Regions from separate parts of the Mus musculus genome. Here regions 2 and 3 are each linked to region 1. Evidence: chromatin contacts called from public HiChIP or PLAC-seq data. All regions are on one chromosome and are shown on one strand. The core of a region is the stretch at or near the end of the contact, and the rest is flanking DNA. Distances in the headings are between cores, read along the strand shown. Region 1 holds the start of Tmem94 (transmembrane protein 94). Region 2 holds the start of Itgb4 (integrin beta 4). Region 3 overlaps Sap30bp (SAP30 binding protein).

The links. HiChIP or PLAC-seq counts read pairs in DNA pulled down with a chosen protein or histone mark.
Region 2: a contact with region 1 is called in a FOXA1 HiChIP or PLAC-seq map of pancreatic cancer cells. The contact joins the promoter of Itgb4 here to the promoter of Tmem94 in region 1. A contact is called at or near these places in 4 of 39 promoter capture datasets (the C10 cell line, hippocampal neurons and liver), 1 of 115 datasets of contacts at active chromatin or transcription factors (pancreatic cancer cells) and 3 of 9 other capture datasets (adipose tissue, embryonic stem cells and liver).
Region 3: a FOXA1 HiChIP or PLAC-seq map of pancreatic cancer cells shows a contact between it and region 1. The contact joins the enhancer-like site here to the promoter of Tmem94 in region 1. A contact is called at or near these places in 3 of 39 promoter capture datasets (hippocampal neurons and liver), 1 of 115 datasets of contacts at active chromatin or transcription factors (pancreatic cancer cells) and 3 of 9 other capture datasets (adipose tissue, embryonic stem cells and liver).

Annotation. Positions count from the first base shown.
Region 1 is chr11:115,762,823-115,767,540 of GRCm38.p6, forward strand. It overlaps Tmem94 (transmembrane protein 94), which reads left to right and starts at 2,611. Exons shown (of 32, transcript NM_028014.3): 1 at 2,611-2,731.
Region 2 is chr11:115,972,084-115,976,801 of GRCm38.p6, forward strand. It overlaps Itgb4 (integrin beta 4), which reads left to right and starts at 2,642. Exons shown (of 40, transcript NM_001005608.2): 1 at 2,642-3,071.
Region 3 is chr11:115,953,570-115,958,287 of GRCm38.p6, forward strand. It overlaps Sap30bp (SAP30 binding protein), which reads left to right. Exons shown (of 11, transcript NM_020483.3): 5 at 3,792-3,880. Among named protein-coding and RNA genes, the nearest start is that of Gm39474, 13 kb to the left of the region's middle. Within about 2 kb of position 1,817, at least 176 of the 459 cell types and tissues checked have an H3K27ac peak or open chromatin away from gene starts, as enhancers often do. A contact at or near this core is called in adipose tissue, embryonic stem cells and pancreatic cancer cells, where this site is marked.

The DNA.
Region 1 (4,718 bases), core at 1,361-3,860:
ACCTCTCAAGTGCTAGGATTAAAGGCATGCGTCACCACTGCCCGGCCAAGAATGAAGTTTTTTTTTAATATTTATTTATTTATTATATTTAAGTACACTGTAGTGTGTCTTCAGACACTCCAGAAGAGAGCATCAGATTTCGTTATCGATGTTTGTGAGCCACCATGTGGTTGCTGGGATTTGAACTCAGGACCTTTGGAAGAGCAGTCGGCACTCTTAACCACTGAGCCAGCTCACCAGCCCCGAGAATGAAGTTTTAATGTGTTTGAATTTGTAAGGACTATAGGGTATTGGAGGTTATTTATGTTTTATATTTTGATATTGGTAACATGCCATCTTGGGGATAAACAAGAAAGGCAAGGTTCTAACTGAAAACTGATGTGTTTGTGAGTCAAGGGCTCAGTTGTATGGGCTAGACTTTTTTTTTTTTTAAAGATTTATTTATTTTATTTTATGTGTATGAGTAAACTGTAGCTGTATAGATGGTTGTGAGCCTTCATGTGGTTGTTGGGAGTTGAATTTTTTAGGACCTCTGCTTGCTCTGGTCAACTCTGCTCGCTCAGTCCCTGCTCCCTCGCTTGCTCACTCACTCTGGCCCAAAGATTTATTTATTGTTATATATATATAAGTACACTGCAGCTGTCTTCAGGTGCACCAGAAGAGGGCGTCAGGTCTCATTACAGACGGTTGTGAGCCACCATGTGGTTGCTGGGATTTGAACTCAGGACCTTCAGTAGAGCAGTCAGTGCTCTTACCCACTAAGCCATCTCACCAGCCCCTGTATGGGCTAGTCTTATGTCAACGTGACACAAGCTAGAGTCATCAGAAAGGGGGGAAGCTCAATTCAGAAAATAGCCCCACAAATAACTTTTTACAAAAACAATAAAAATAAAAAAATAAAAAATTGCCCCGTAAGATCTGGGTGTAGGCAAGCCTTAGGACATTTGGGTGAGGGCCTACTGTGGGTGGGGCCATCCCTGGGCTGGTGGTCCTGGGTTCTGTAAGAAAGGCTGAGCAAGCCCCGGGGAGCAAGCCAGTGAGTGGCCCCTCCCCATGGCTTCTGCATCAGCTCCTGCCACCAGGTTCCTGCTCAGTTTTTCTTGTCCTGACTGAGTTCTTATCTTGACTTCCTTGAGGATGAACCAAAGTGTGAGCTGAATAAAGCCTTCCCTCCCTCATGCTTCTTTGATCATGGTGTTTTATCACAGCAAGCGTAACCTTAACTAAGGCAGGATTCCCCAAGGGCTCCAGGTTTTGTGGAATGAAGTAGAAAGACCCCAGACCCAGGTAACTAACCAGTTCTGTGCAACAGACAGGGAAGCAGCATGGGAAGGGAGTGTTTGGGCTAAAGTTTCACACGGGCATGTATTTGCATATTGGCTGGGGGTTTTGTTTGTTTGTTTTGAGACAGGGTTTCTCTGTGTAGCCCTGGCTGGCCTGGAACTCACTCTGTAGACCAGGCTGGCCTCAAACTCAGAAATCCTCCTGCCTCTGCCTCCTAAGTGCTGGGATTAAAGGCGTGTGCCACCACTGCCTGGCTGCATTTTGGCTGTTATTAGCTGCAAAGAAATGTAAAAGCTCAGAGAGCTACTGAACAAAGTACTCCAGCATGTTTAAGACTGTAGTGAGTCCATGTGGCAATGAGCCCTGAAAGTGGCTATGTGGCTATCTCCATCATGTTATGAGCATCTATGGTTATGTGGAGAGATTTGGACTTCTCCATCTGTAGTGATAAACTACAGATGTTTGTGTTGAAGGTTTGTGCCAAGGTTCTATGAGTGTTCAAGGTAACAGCTGAACTGGTTTAAACAGAGTTAAATCAGTAAAATGGCTTCTTGTCTAGCCGAAAAGAGGGATTGTAATCGCATGATTAAATTCATTATTATAAGGAAGGGGCTCTTTTTTCCCAGGACCAGATATGACCCTTTCTGACTTCATAAACAGAAAAAAAAACTTTTTTTTTTTTTTTCTAAAAGCAACCCTTCCAGACTTAGATCTCTGGGAAAATGGAAGTAAATACTGACACAGGCTTATTTTGTTTTCCCAAGAGAGGGTTCCCAAGCGATTTCTCTAATTAGTCTAGAAAAAAAAAGTTGTTTTCAAGCTTGTTTTTCCTTTTAGATTTCAAATGAACTGAGGGTGAAATAACAGTATTGCTTTAGATTCTCCAGCTTTGGTTGGTCCATAATATTAGTACTGAGGGACTTTTAAAGATTAAGGAAGAATTGAAGAAAATACAGATAAGGCGATTTTTCAAGGGCCTCATTAAAAAATAATAAAGGGCAGAAGGTATCACCTGACCATGGCTCTAGAAAAATTTAGTGGGTAAACTAATGGGGAGGAAATTGTATGATTGCCTCTAGTCTGGTTCTATAGCGCTAAAAACGCGGGAGCTTCGTGCCGGAGATAGGACCCAGGCTTCCCCGGATCGCTTTAGAGTAACAATCACACAATTCCGCCAGGCTCCCGGAGGGGCGGTGGAGGTTACAGCTGAGCGCACCAAACAGCCAATAACAAATCAGAATCTTCCGCCTACCTCGAATTTCAACCAATCAGCGTCGGGATCTTTGGCTTGTTGGCCTGCGCGTCTGTTGCTGGGGGAAGGCGGCAAGCCTCCTCAGAGTTGCCCACAACGGACATGGCTGCGGCCCCTGGAGGCGGGGAGGTGAAGTGAGGAGGGGGCAGGGAGGGGTGAGGACGCGGGCGAGGAAGACCGTCCGAGGGGGCCCCGGTAAGTACGAGAAGGCCCGCGGCCCGAAGTGGGGAGCAAGGGGGCGTGGGGCTCGGCCTGCTGCGCCCTCTGAGTTCCTACCCGAGGCGAGGAGCGCCTGGGGTGTGCACCTAGCAAGTGGCACCAAAGGGGGTGTCTCTCTGTGCTGGAGGAGAGGGGCCGGCCGGCGCCTGCCTGCAACTCCGGGCCGGCTCCTTCCCTCACGTCCTCAAGGGTTTTTTGGTTTGTTTGTTTTCGTTTTCTCATGTCCCCTCTCTGTCCTGGCTTGCCCCTTGCCGGGGTCCCACGTCAGAAATAAAGGTTGTGTCCAACAAAGAACCCTTGGCCCAGGTCCGCCGTGGCTGGGCCCCGGGCCAGCGACTGCCAATCCTGATGCCACGAGTGTTTATTTGTAGGCCCCTGGGTGTCCCCGGCCCAAATAAAGGCGGTTTTCTGCCACAGCGCGCGCTGTGCTCGCCGCCCGGAGTGGACGGGATCTCTGCACCCGCCCGCCTGCTAGACACTGCGAGGGACTTCCAGTTCAGTGCAAGGCTGCGATGTTGCAGTTGGGGCGTGCTTCCCCGATTTTAGAGTCACATAAAGATGCTTCGGAAGCCAGCGTAGCACCACAGCCTTTGCAGTTCTGTAAAGCAGTTTCCCTGTTTTTTCCCTACCGCGAAACCCTACAGTTAAAAGCCTTGGGGGAAGGTTCAGTACCTAAAGCAACAACAAATAAGAGTGACGGAGGGAATAGAAAAGTTTGACGGTCACTTTCAGAGTCAGACCATTGTACAGTGTAGGCTCATCCTGGAGAACGAATTAGCAGTTCAGACAGAGTCCCCGGACACTCTGCAGTGGAATGTCACCGGCTGTATTCGCTGTCACTTCTCTCTTGGCAGAATTACAAGCAGGGGAACCTAGAGTCTGGCGAGCACTGCATTAACAAGCTACCTCTTTGATAATCAGTACCCCCAGGTAGTTTGAGAGGTAACTGCCCTTGAACGCCCGCCTCTGCACATTCCACTTGGTATAAGACCTCAATAGATGGTTAGAAGACAGGCAGGAGGCTGGCCAGGCCACAAGAGGGAAAGAAATCAGAAAACACTTGACATTTCTATTTTAAGTGGCTAGGAAGTGCCAGCTCCCAGGGAAGAGAGTCAACCTCAACCGTTTGGAAGGCTTACCTCCTGAAGAACGAATTAGCAATAAAGGTCACAGTCCTTGTGCTCCTCCCTGCTCCTTTCCCCTAAATTGGACTCCAGAATCAATTTCTATACAGCAGTCAGATGCTTACTGCCGACACGCTAGGTATTATTTAACCTGTCGTGGTCAGTGAGCTGGAAAGACCTTCGGGGCCTCTAAGGACACCCCTGATTTCCGAGTGAGAAGGCTCCTGGTCTCCCACTGCACCTTGCGGTAACCGGTAACCCCGTGTCGGTGGTTTTTATTCCGTTGCTATTGTGTCTGTGTTCTGTTCACTGCGCTGTCTTCCATGGCTGAAAAGATAAGTTTCTGTAATAGGGTTTGAAAGTCTAGTTTGCAGGCGGGCTTAAGTGAAGTAAAGGTTAGGCCGCTGCAGAATCGGAAAGTTTTCCTTCCAGAAGACTCAGCCATTGTGGTTTGGTGATCAGGGGTTTGTATAATCATCAGCTTGGCCTGCGGCTGCCGGCTTGGTAGTAAACAGTGCTGGTCACATGGTGTGGGAAGGAGGGAAAGGGCCAGATTTCAACCCAACCTTGACGCTCTCTCCTCCCTAACCCTGGTACATCTCACTATGGAGTTGTTTTTGGTTTTTGTTTTTTCAAGACAGGGTTTCTCTGTGTAGCCCTGGCTGTCCTGGAACTCACTTTGTAGACCAGGCTGGCCTCGAAGTCAGAGATCCTCCTGCCTCTGCCTCCCGAGTGCTGGGATTAAAGGCGTGCTCCATCACTGTCCGGCCACTGATAGAGTTTTAACATAATCGTGTGATCTCGGTTTTTATAATTTCGGGATCCACTGGAAGAAGACT
Region 2 (4,718 bases), core at 1,392-3,891, 210 kb after region 1:
GCTGAAACTAAAGGCATGTACCACTACTGCCCAGCTAAAAGTTTTGGGTTTTATTTATTTATTTATTTATTTATTCATTCATTCATTCATTCATTCACTTTACATCACAATATCTACCCTCCCTCCTCCCAGTTCCTACCCAAGACAGCTCCTGCTCCATTCCCCCTCCCCTTTCTGTCAGAGAACGGAGAGACCCCTGGTTCATCTAACACAAGCACTAGCTACACAACACTGATGTTTAAGTTTGAACTCCAGACCCCATATAAAAACCATATGCACTGACCTAGAGACTGCAGAGCGCTCCCAGAGCTAGGTGGCTAGCTCCCCTGCAGTATTCAGCCCAGCAACCGAAACAAGAGACCCTGCTTCAACAGAGCCAACTCCTAAAGATTGTCCTCGAATTTCCACCCTATACTCACAAATAAATATTTTAAAAGATTTATTGGGGTCCGGAGAGATGGCTCAGCAGTTAAGAGCACCAACTGCTTTTCCAAAGGTCCTGAGTTCAAATCCCAGCAACCACATGTTGGCTCACAACCATCCGTAACGAGATCTGACACCCTCTTCTGGAGTGTCTGAAGTCAGCTACAGTGTACTTACATATAATAAATAAATAAATCTTTTTTAAAAAAGATTTATTGTCTTTTAAAGATTATTAAATGTTTATTTTAATATTTTATGTAAGTTCAGACACACCAGAAGAGGGCATCGGATCTCATTACAGATGGTTGTGAGCCACCATGTGGTTGCTGGGAATTAAACTCATGATCTCTGGAAGAGGAGTCAGTGCTTTTAACCACTGAGCCATCTCTCCAGCCTGCAAAGAACTATTTTTGTTTTTTTTTTTTGGTTTTTTGGGGGTTTTGTTTTGGTTTGGTTTTTTTGGTTTTTGAGACAGGGTCTCTCTGTGTAGCCCTGGCTGTCCTAGAACGCAATCTGTAGACCAGGCTTGGCCTCAAACTCAGAAATCTGCCTGCCTCTGCCTCCCGAGTGCTGGGATTAAAGGCGTGCGCCACCACACCCAGCTGCAAAGAACTATTTTTAAATCAATGTGTAGAGCTCTTCTTTTCCAGACTGGACTGGGTGCCTACTGGAGTGGCTGATGTCCACAAGGAACTGAGCTGGCCTGGAACATACATCTGAGTGCCGAAAACATACTGGGCTCCTTCCCCAGTGCCCCCACATTCAGGAGGAAGTCTCCCTGGGGACCTGGCCTGTGCAGAACAGCCCTCAGATGGCTGGACAGGGCTGACAGGGCTATTAAAAATCATTTTTATTTGTATTATGTTTGAAGCAAAATCTATATAGCCCTGGCTGGCCTGAAGCTCTCCATGTAGACCAGGCTGACCTTGAACTCACAGAGATCCACCTGCCTCTGCCTCCTGAGTGCTTGGATGAAAGGCCTGCTACACAACAGCAGTGCCCCAACAGACTCGTTTTACTCATTTGTTTATGTGAGAGGGTGGGATGGATGTACACACCACAGAGACCTTGTGACAATGAGTCCCACCAGGAATCAAACTCAAGTCATGAAGTTTGTCAGCAGGCACCTTGACCCATTAAGACATCTTACCCAATCACACTTTTTTTTTTTTTTTTTTTTAACTCCTCTATGTACCAGGCACCAGGGCTGGGGCTGGGCTGGTGAAAAAAAAACCAAAAAACAAAAAAAAAACCAAAAAAACAAAAACCTCCCTTCTCTCTAGCCCAGACCTGGGCATAGGCCTCTCCACCTCTCCTAACTTGGATTACCCCAGGTTGGGGCAGAAAACATGGGTTCTCCGAGTCCACAGTCCAGTGGGATGATCATTTCAAACCAGTATAGCAAATGCCATAAAGAAGCCATACTCTGGTCTGGAGGTCTAGTTTAGTGGTAGAGTACATGGCTGATACGCATGAAGACCTATGTTCCATACCAAGCACCGAATCAAAAGGAAGATAATAAAAGGACAGGTGTGGTGATGGATGCCTGTAATCCCAGCACTTGCAAGGCAGGGGCAGAAGAATTACCCCAAGTTCAAGACTAGCCTGGACTACACAGTGGGAAAAGGCCATATTCTCCGACCAGACTTAGAAACCAACAGAGGATGTGGCAAAGCCGAAGAAAACTAAAGATCTTGTAACATTAGTTCAGGGTCTTCAAATATAAGGATAAATCTGGCTGAGTTTCAGACTGCATACTCTGGCTCTGACACTTGGCGAGCTTGAAGCCCCCACGGGTTGAGGAGGTCCAGTGCCAGCGGTGAGCATTAGCTAACCTGGTGAGACTAGAGTTGGGTTCTTGCAGCGCCTCAACGGACTCATTATTAAACAGAAACGGGGCCTGAAGGCACTCGAGAGCCTGCCGCAAGAGTAAGATTTGTGAATCAGCTTGTCACCAACACTGTAACAATCCATGAGTGCTACTCCACACTAGGTCACGTGGCCTCTTGATGGCTACAATTACATTTTAAGGAGATTTGAGTATCCGAAGAAACCTAGAGGCCCCAGTCCTTGCCTATCGGTTCCTCTAGTAGAGGCAGAGAGAACCCAGTGGCCAGCAGTCCAAGAGTGCTAAGTCTCCCTACCAGTTTGGGGCACGACCTATCCTCGCGCTGACACGGAGAGGGTGGTGCACGACCCGATGACCGTCGAGGCAGCGGGACTGACCCAGCTGGGCTCACTGTATTAAGAAGCGGACCCGCGACCCGGAGCGGCCCGGGGACCCGATCTGGGAGCCTGGACGGGTGGGGAAGACGGAGCCCCGGTCTGTGCTGCAGGGAAGAGTGGCTCCTCCTCCAGCCCCCTCCGCGGCGGCTCGGGGCTCGGGGCCGGCGCCGGTTGAGCCGCAGCCCTTTCCGGGGGGCGGGCCTGGCGGCTGCGGCGACACCCCAGCTCCTGCCCCGACAGGTGCGCGCAGCGCGCAGGAATGCAGTCCGCCTGACTCACCAGCGCCTCCTTCCTACCTGCGCCGCCCGTCCATAAAGCGCTGCTGGCTCCCGCCCGCCGCCGCCCGCCCTGCTGTCCCGCCGGGCTCGCCCGCGCGCTCAGCTCGACCCAACGCAGCCCAAGTCCGAGGTAGTCTCACTAAGGTAGGTGCAGGTCCCGCTGCAGATCCGAGGGCACACCGCCCGCCCCGGTGCCCCGGGACAACAGGGCTGGAGAGGAAAGTGAATACCCACTCCCGCCCGGGGCTTTTGTTTCCCTTCCCTTCCCTGAAGATTGGCAGGCCCTGGCTCCCTCTGCCCATGCTGCCAGGACAGGTGCCAACCCTGCCAGGATGTGGGAAGGGGACAGCTGGGAGCGGGGTAGTTGGGATCTAGGGAAAGAATGGTGAACATCAGATACCCCTGCTAGAAAAGGACACTGGGTAGGTGGGTAATAGGAGTGGGTAGAGGCTGGGGGCTCACCAGCCCTCTGAGTGCTACCTCCCCTGAATCTGAAGACAGTAGAGGAACAACTTAACTACCTTGCAGCAAGCCCCCTTCTTGTCCGGCTTGACAGGACCTGCTGTGTGGTGACCCGGGTGCATGTCAGGCGTGGGGAGTCCCTGATTTTCCTCTTGGCTGGCCCGCAGCCTGCTCTCTTCCCAAAGCCCGCTCCAGGCACCTTTGTTTGGGGGACCTTTCAGAATCTCATCCAGCAGTCCCGCGAGCACTTGGCCCCGCCATACACTCTTTCCCACGATCCTTGGAGGAGCCTTCTGGCTGTCACTGTGGCCCGGGACTCCAGGTGGCTCCCAAGGGTAGGGGCAGACCTCTTCCTTCTTCCTGACAGACTTGCCACACCCTGAGCATAGGTTCAACCCAGATGGCACGTTTGTTTCTACCCTCACTAAAAGTGAAAATCGAGTCTCCTGGGGGCTGAGAGAATGGACAGCAGAAAATGAGCGTTTGACTCCTTAACTCTGACTTCCAATAGCTGACAGGGTAGGCAAGGGGCTGTTACAGCTTCAAGAACTGCTGTCCTGTCTGGCCCAGCCTGCCATGGCTACACACTCTGTGATGGCATCCTCAGTCCTAGTCTTTATGTGGAATCTTGTTTCTATACTAGGCGACTACTTTTAGAACTTTTAAAATACAATTTGGGTCGAAGCAAACACTCGAGTGTCTGCCTAGGCCTTTACATTATATAGTTCCTGTGTGTGTGTGTGTGTGTGTGTGTGTGTAGGTTCAGTGTGGAATCTACACTGCCCCCAAATCCCCGCCAGACCCTCCCAGTGCTGACTGCTGGAATGGGAGGCTCCACAGCCTCAGTGCCTCATCTGTCCTAAGGCACACACAGGCAAGCCTCTCCCACTGGGGTCCTGTGCAGATAGATGCCTTGTTAACCCTTTGCTGACATGCTGGGTGTGTGTTGCCGTCCTGTCTGTTTGGGACAGCCCTGTATTCTGGGTCTGTGTAAGAGCTGGGTTTGTCCCTCTGGTGCCTATACCTGCCTAGGTAATTGAGCCCTGAGGAGGCCAAATCTGCAGCTTGCATTATGTAGCGTGTGGGTGTGGTGCCTACGCCCAAGGCTGTAAGAAACTCATTTCTCCTAGGAGTCACGCCTCTGCTGATTCAGGGCTCCCCTCTAGCCACTACCCTGTTAGGGTGACTTCTCCATGCTGGCTCTGACTGTGGACATGCTGGGACTGATGTCTGCCTCCTTAGGGACCCTTGGATGCAGGGGACTGTACCTGCCTACTTTTTTCTTTTTTTCTGAACAGAGGGCCTCAGCCTTACAGACCCTGCAATTGT
Region 3 (4,718 bases), core at 567-3,066, 190 kb after region 1:
GGTTTGTTTTGACTTTTTTTTTTTTTTAAAGATTAGTGTATGTAGCATAGACTTGCCTTAAAACTACGTAGCCTAGGCTGGCTTTGGACTGTCTGTCCTCTTCCTGTGTAACCCAGGCTGGCTTTGACCTGCTGGTCCTATACTTTAGCCTCTCATAGATCTAGTATTACAGGAACTGCCATGACACTCTGCTTCTGGGCTGTGTGTGTGAAATAGCGTTACTGAGATGTAATTCAAAGAGTAAAAGTGTGCCATTGGTGGATTTGATAGACATTTGTATCTGTGATAGCCGTACCAAACAAACATCTTTTACAAGGGGAACACCTCCACTTTCCTATCCTTCCTAATGGTTCCTGGTGCTCAGGTCCCCTGTGCAGGCGGTGTCTTCCTTCAGTCTCAAGTAAGACTTTATTTATTTATTTACTTACTTACTTATTTTTGGTTTTTCGAGACAGGGTTTCTCTGTGTAGCCCTGGCTGTCCTGGAACTCACTTTGTAGACCAGGCTGGCCTCGAACTCAGAAATCCGTCTGCCTCTGCCTCCCGAGTGCTGGGATTAAAGGCGTGCGCCTCCATGCCTGGCAAGATGTGATCTTGATGGAAGTTCAGCCCTATTTTAACAGTTTCATATAAATGAGGCTTATTGACAACCACTTGGGCTGGGTCATTGTGTTATGAAGGCCTTCCTTGCGTGATAGGATGCTTGACAGAGTTGCAGCCTGCCGATAAGTGTCCCTTTGAGAGCAGAGTTGCCCCAGGCTGAGCGCCTGGTGGATCATTGCTTTCCTGCCTGGCTTTCCCCTTAAGCAGGTTCCTTAGAGGTTGCACGCACACTGCTGAGAATAGGTGTTCCTTTACATTTGTCTGTTTTGACGAAAGGACCTCTCGATGTAGCCGACATAGTCTGTTATTTGCCCTCTCGTGGCGGGCACAGTGCACTGTCACCTGCGTAGGGTGAGTACTCTTCTCTTTGAGGAGTGGGTGGTAAGTCAACTCTTCAACAGGATGGCTTTCAAAGGACTAGCCAACTCACGGGCTTCTCCAGTGCTCTAGCTCCTGACAGCTGCCTGCCCCACGGGCCTGGAACAGTATTGGGTGTAGTCCAGGGGTCTTCAAATCACTCAGGAGCCCCTTCTTACAGCCAGTTAAGTATTCTGCAAGTGTCCTCGGCCCCACTGGGCTTTCTGTCCCTGTTCCCCTGCCGTAGTCTGAGTCCCTGGAACTAGCTACTCTGCTTAGGTTCCCACCTGGTGGCCATGGATACTGCAGATGTTTTCTGACAGAGGCGTTAGCAGGATGTGACTCATGCTGACAACAGGCTTTGTGGATAGTAAATGGAGCTACCCCTAGCATAGCCAAGGCATAGGCACTGTGGCAAGTGTCTGCGGGCACACTGCTGACACTTCCTGAGATGGTTAGGGGCTCTGGCCGCTCTGCAGAGCAGCTGTTCTCTGTACTGGGCACATTCTAGGACTCAGGGAGGAGGCACTCAAGTCTGTCCTCAAGTCTCTGAAGTATACTTTTATTTTGTTGTCCAGCATATGTCACCTTCTTGTCACTTATTTCCCAGGAATACTCTTGTTTCTACCCCAATTTATGAGGCTCCCTCCTCCTCCATACTCTCTGTCACTTATGTCCCAGAGGGTGGGGGGTTGCTACAGTAACCGTGGCACACCCTGTTTTTCTAAAAAGCTTTCCTGGCAAATGGCAAAGGGCATTCTTTGTCTGTGTCACGTGCACATATACCCTCTGTGGCCCAGCGCCTGCCAAGCCTTGGTTTTGTTATGAATGTTCACAAAATGCCCTAGCCAGCTCTTTCCACCCGCTTCCACTCTGGGCTGGCCTCTGCAGACTGAGCTCAGACCTAGACCAACGTCTTACCCCAGGGCTAAGAAAAAGGAAGAAACCAAGATTTGGCTTGACTGCCTGCCAGAGCTGGGTAGTGCCCTGCCTGAGGGCCAGTTGGGAGGTGGCAGAAAGGCATGGTGCAGCGGCAAGTGTGTATCCTATCCCCCTTGTGGGGACTGTTCTCGACTGCAGTTGCATCTCAGGCCACAGCATGACCTTTGATCTGTCGCCCAGCCTGTGCTCTGGGTGTGTCTAGTTAAAACCACTGACATCTACGAAGCCCAGGCTGTACTTATGCTTTAAGACTGCCTCAGGCCTGACCCCTGGCCTCAGTGTGTTCATAGTGTGCACAGGCCCGATCCACAGTAACTGTCCTGGAAGTCATTAGAGTCTCCAGGGTCTTGAAGGCCTTGTCTTACTCAGCACAGGGATGGTAACTATGCAGAGATCAAAGCACCTTATCTGCTAAGAAGAAAACATTAACCCATGCTGGGTGCACAGTGCACACTTGCAATCCCAGCCAATCGAAAGGCTGAAGCAGGAGAGTCCCTTCTAGGCCAGCCTGGGGCCCTAAATGAGGGGTTTCCCCCTACACACACCTAGTTTTTCTTTTTTGTTTGTTTGTTTTTCCCTTTTGTTTTGTTTTAATCTCTTAAGACCTGGAATTATTTTAGAATCATGACCGTAGGGGAGGCTCAGCAGGTAACACATTCTGCTCATAGACAGGACCCATGTCTGGGGGTTACAACCTCTGATAAATGTCACCTCCAAGGGATCTGATGCCTCTCTGGACTCCTAGGGTACCACACACAGACATGCCTATAATTTTTAAAAAGTAAAATCTTAAAAAGAAAAAAAAAAAAACAGCCTTGGACTAGAGACCAGGAAGACCATGCCACCCTCCGCCTTCCCCCAGACCCCCACCATGCCACCCTGCACCTCCCCTAGCCCCACCCCCGCCACCCTGCGCCTCCCCCAGCCCCCCCCCCCCGCCATGCCACCCTGCGCCTCCCCCCAGCCCCCTGCCATGCTACCCTAAGCCTTCCCACAGACCCTCTTCAGCTCTCTAGAGCTGTTCCTAGGACAGGCTTAGAGAAGGGCCTGGCACACAGTAGGTCCCCCTGCTGGGCTAGATGCTATTGGTGGTGGCTTTTTGGTGCTTGCCTTCCTCCTGCCCCACCCTGTGCTGTCTGCCACTGTTTGCACATTGTATGGTTCTTTTCATGAGGAATGTTTCAAAGAGCATGACAGAATCTTACAACAATCAGCCCATTGTCTGTGTGCTCCAGAGCCGACTCTGAGGTCCTGGGGTGGCCGGAGGCTGTCAGGGAAGGGAATGGGGAGAGAGGAGGCGAGGCTTGGGTGGGCAGTGTTCTGAGGGGATTGATTGCCCTCGGGAGTTGTGGTTCTTGTGTCAGAATCAGGCCTTTTGTTCAGGTCTTTTTATGCACAAGCTATTTGGGACCCAAAACCTTAACACAGTTTCTTATAGCCAAGGCAGGACAGACCCAGACCAACCGGAAAGGGCAGTGCCAAGTATGAAGCTGACACATGTCTCTAACAGCTCTGAGTTCAGTGTCTTCCACATTGGCAACCTGAGATTGAGCTTAGGCAGGACTGAATTTATACTGTAGAAACTGGTAAATGCTTTGGATGGTGGCTCCTCCCCTTTCCCTCCCCCAGCGCTTCTCCAGGCATGCTCTTTCCCTAAAAGTCAGTCTCTGGAGCTTGGTAGGATGTGTTATTTACATGTGTCCCCTCCACCTCAGCTTCCCTTCTCCCAGGTTGACACGTAGCTGGCCATTGAGATCAGCTCAGGGAACACTCTCCAAGAAGCCATCGGCCACCTCCCCTTCTGCTTTCTGCTGAAATTGCTTTGTGCTTGTGCTTTTATGGCCCCTGGCCTTTCCTCTCAACACAAGGTTCCCTCTGCTTTCTCAACAGCCTCCTTTTCTGAAAGGGTTCGCAACATGTCACCCGATGAAATCAAGATCCCACCAGAACCGCCTGGCAGATGTTCAAATCACCTACAAGTAAGCACAGGTCTGGCTGCTGAGGCCCATGTGGCTGAGATGGCCTGGGCTTTGTCTGCTTGTGCTGTGTCCTTCAGAGGCCATGGCAGGGAAAGGGATCAAGTCACGATGCTGCTGGGTAGGCAGGAGCCTGCAGTCTCAGATACTTCCTTTAAGCCAGAACTCAGGAATTGACACCCATTGCCACACCTGCCATATGCTGTCCTCTTGTGTCCCTGGTCTGCCCTCACTGAGCCAGGGCACTTCTCAGGGAAATTTGCCAAGAAACTGAGGATCCTTCAGGATGTAAAACAAACTGCAGACGTGTACCATGTAGCGCTTAGATGTGTACCATGTAGCGCTTAGATGCGGTTTCCGTCCCTGTGTTCCTGATGCAGCAGCTTCTGCCCTCAGACCTGACCTAAGGCCTTAAGCGCCTGAAGAACAGAAGCTGTTCATCTGTGCAGTCGACCCATGGGACAGAGCTCAGTACAACTGAGAGTCCACCTGTGTGGTTGCTGCTCCTTGTTCCTCTGTAAGTTCCCCCGAGAGTGGGATGTTTCAGTTAACAGCAGGGCAGATGCGCAAGGCTGCATGACTGTGGACCATTTCCACAGCCCTGCCTTTGATCCCAAAGCTTCTTCTGGGCGCCCCCAGCTGTATAACAAGCCCATGGCACCACCCAAACGGATGCATGACTAATGGGTCCTCGGGCTGGAATGCAGCAGTCCAGGAGAGGGCCAGAGTCAGGACTAGGGCACAGCACGGATTTTCTTCCTTTCCCAGAAGTCTCCTCCCTTGGCTAAGTTGTCTGCCTCCCTCCCCTTTACCCCCACCCCAGGATGGCGTCAGCCTCCAT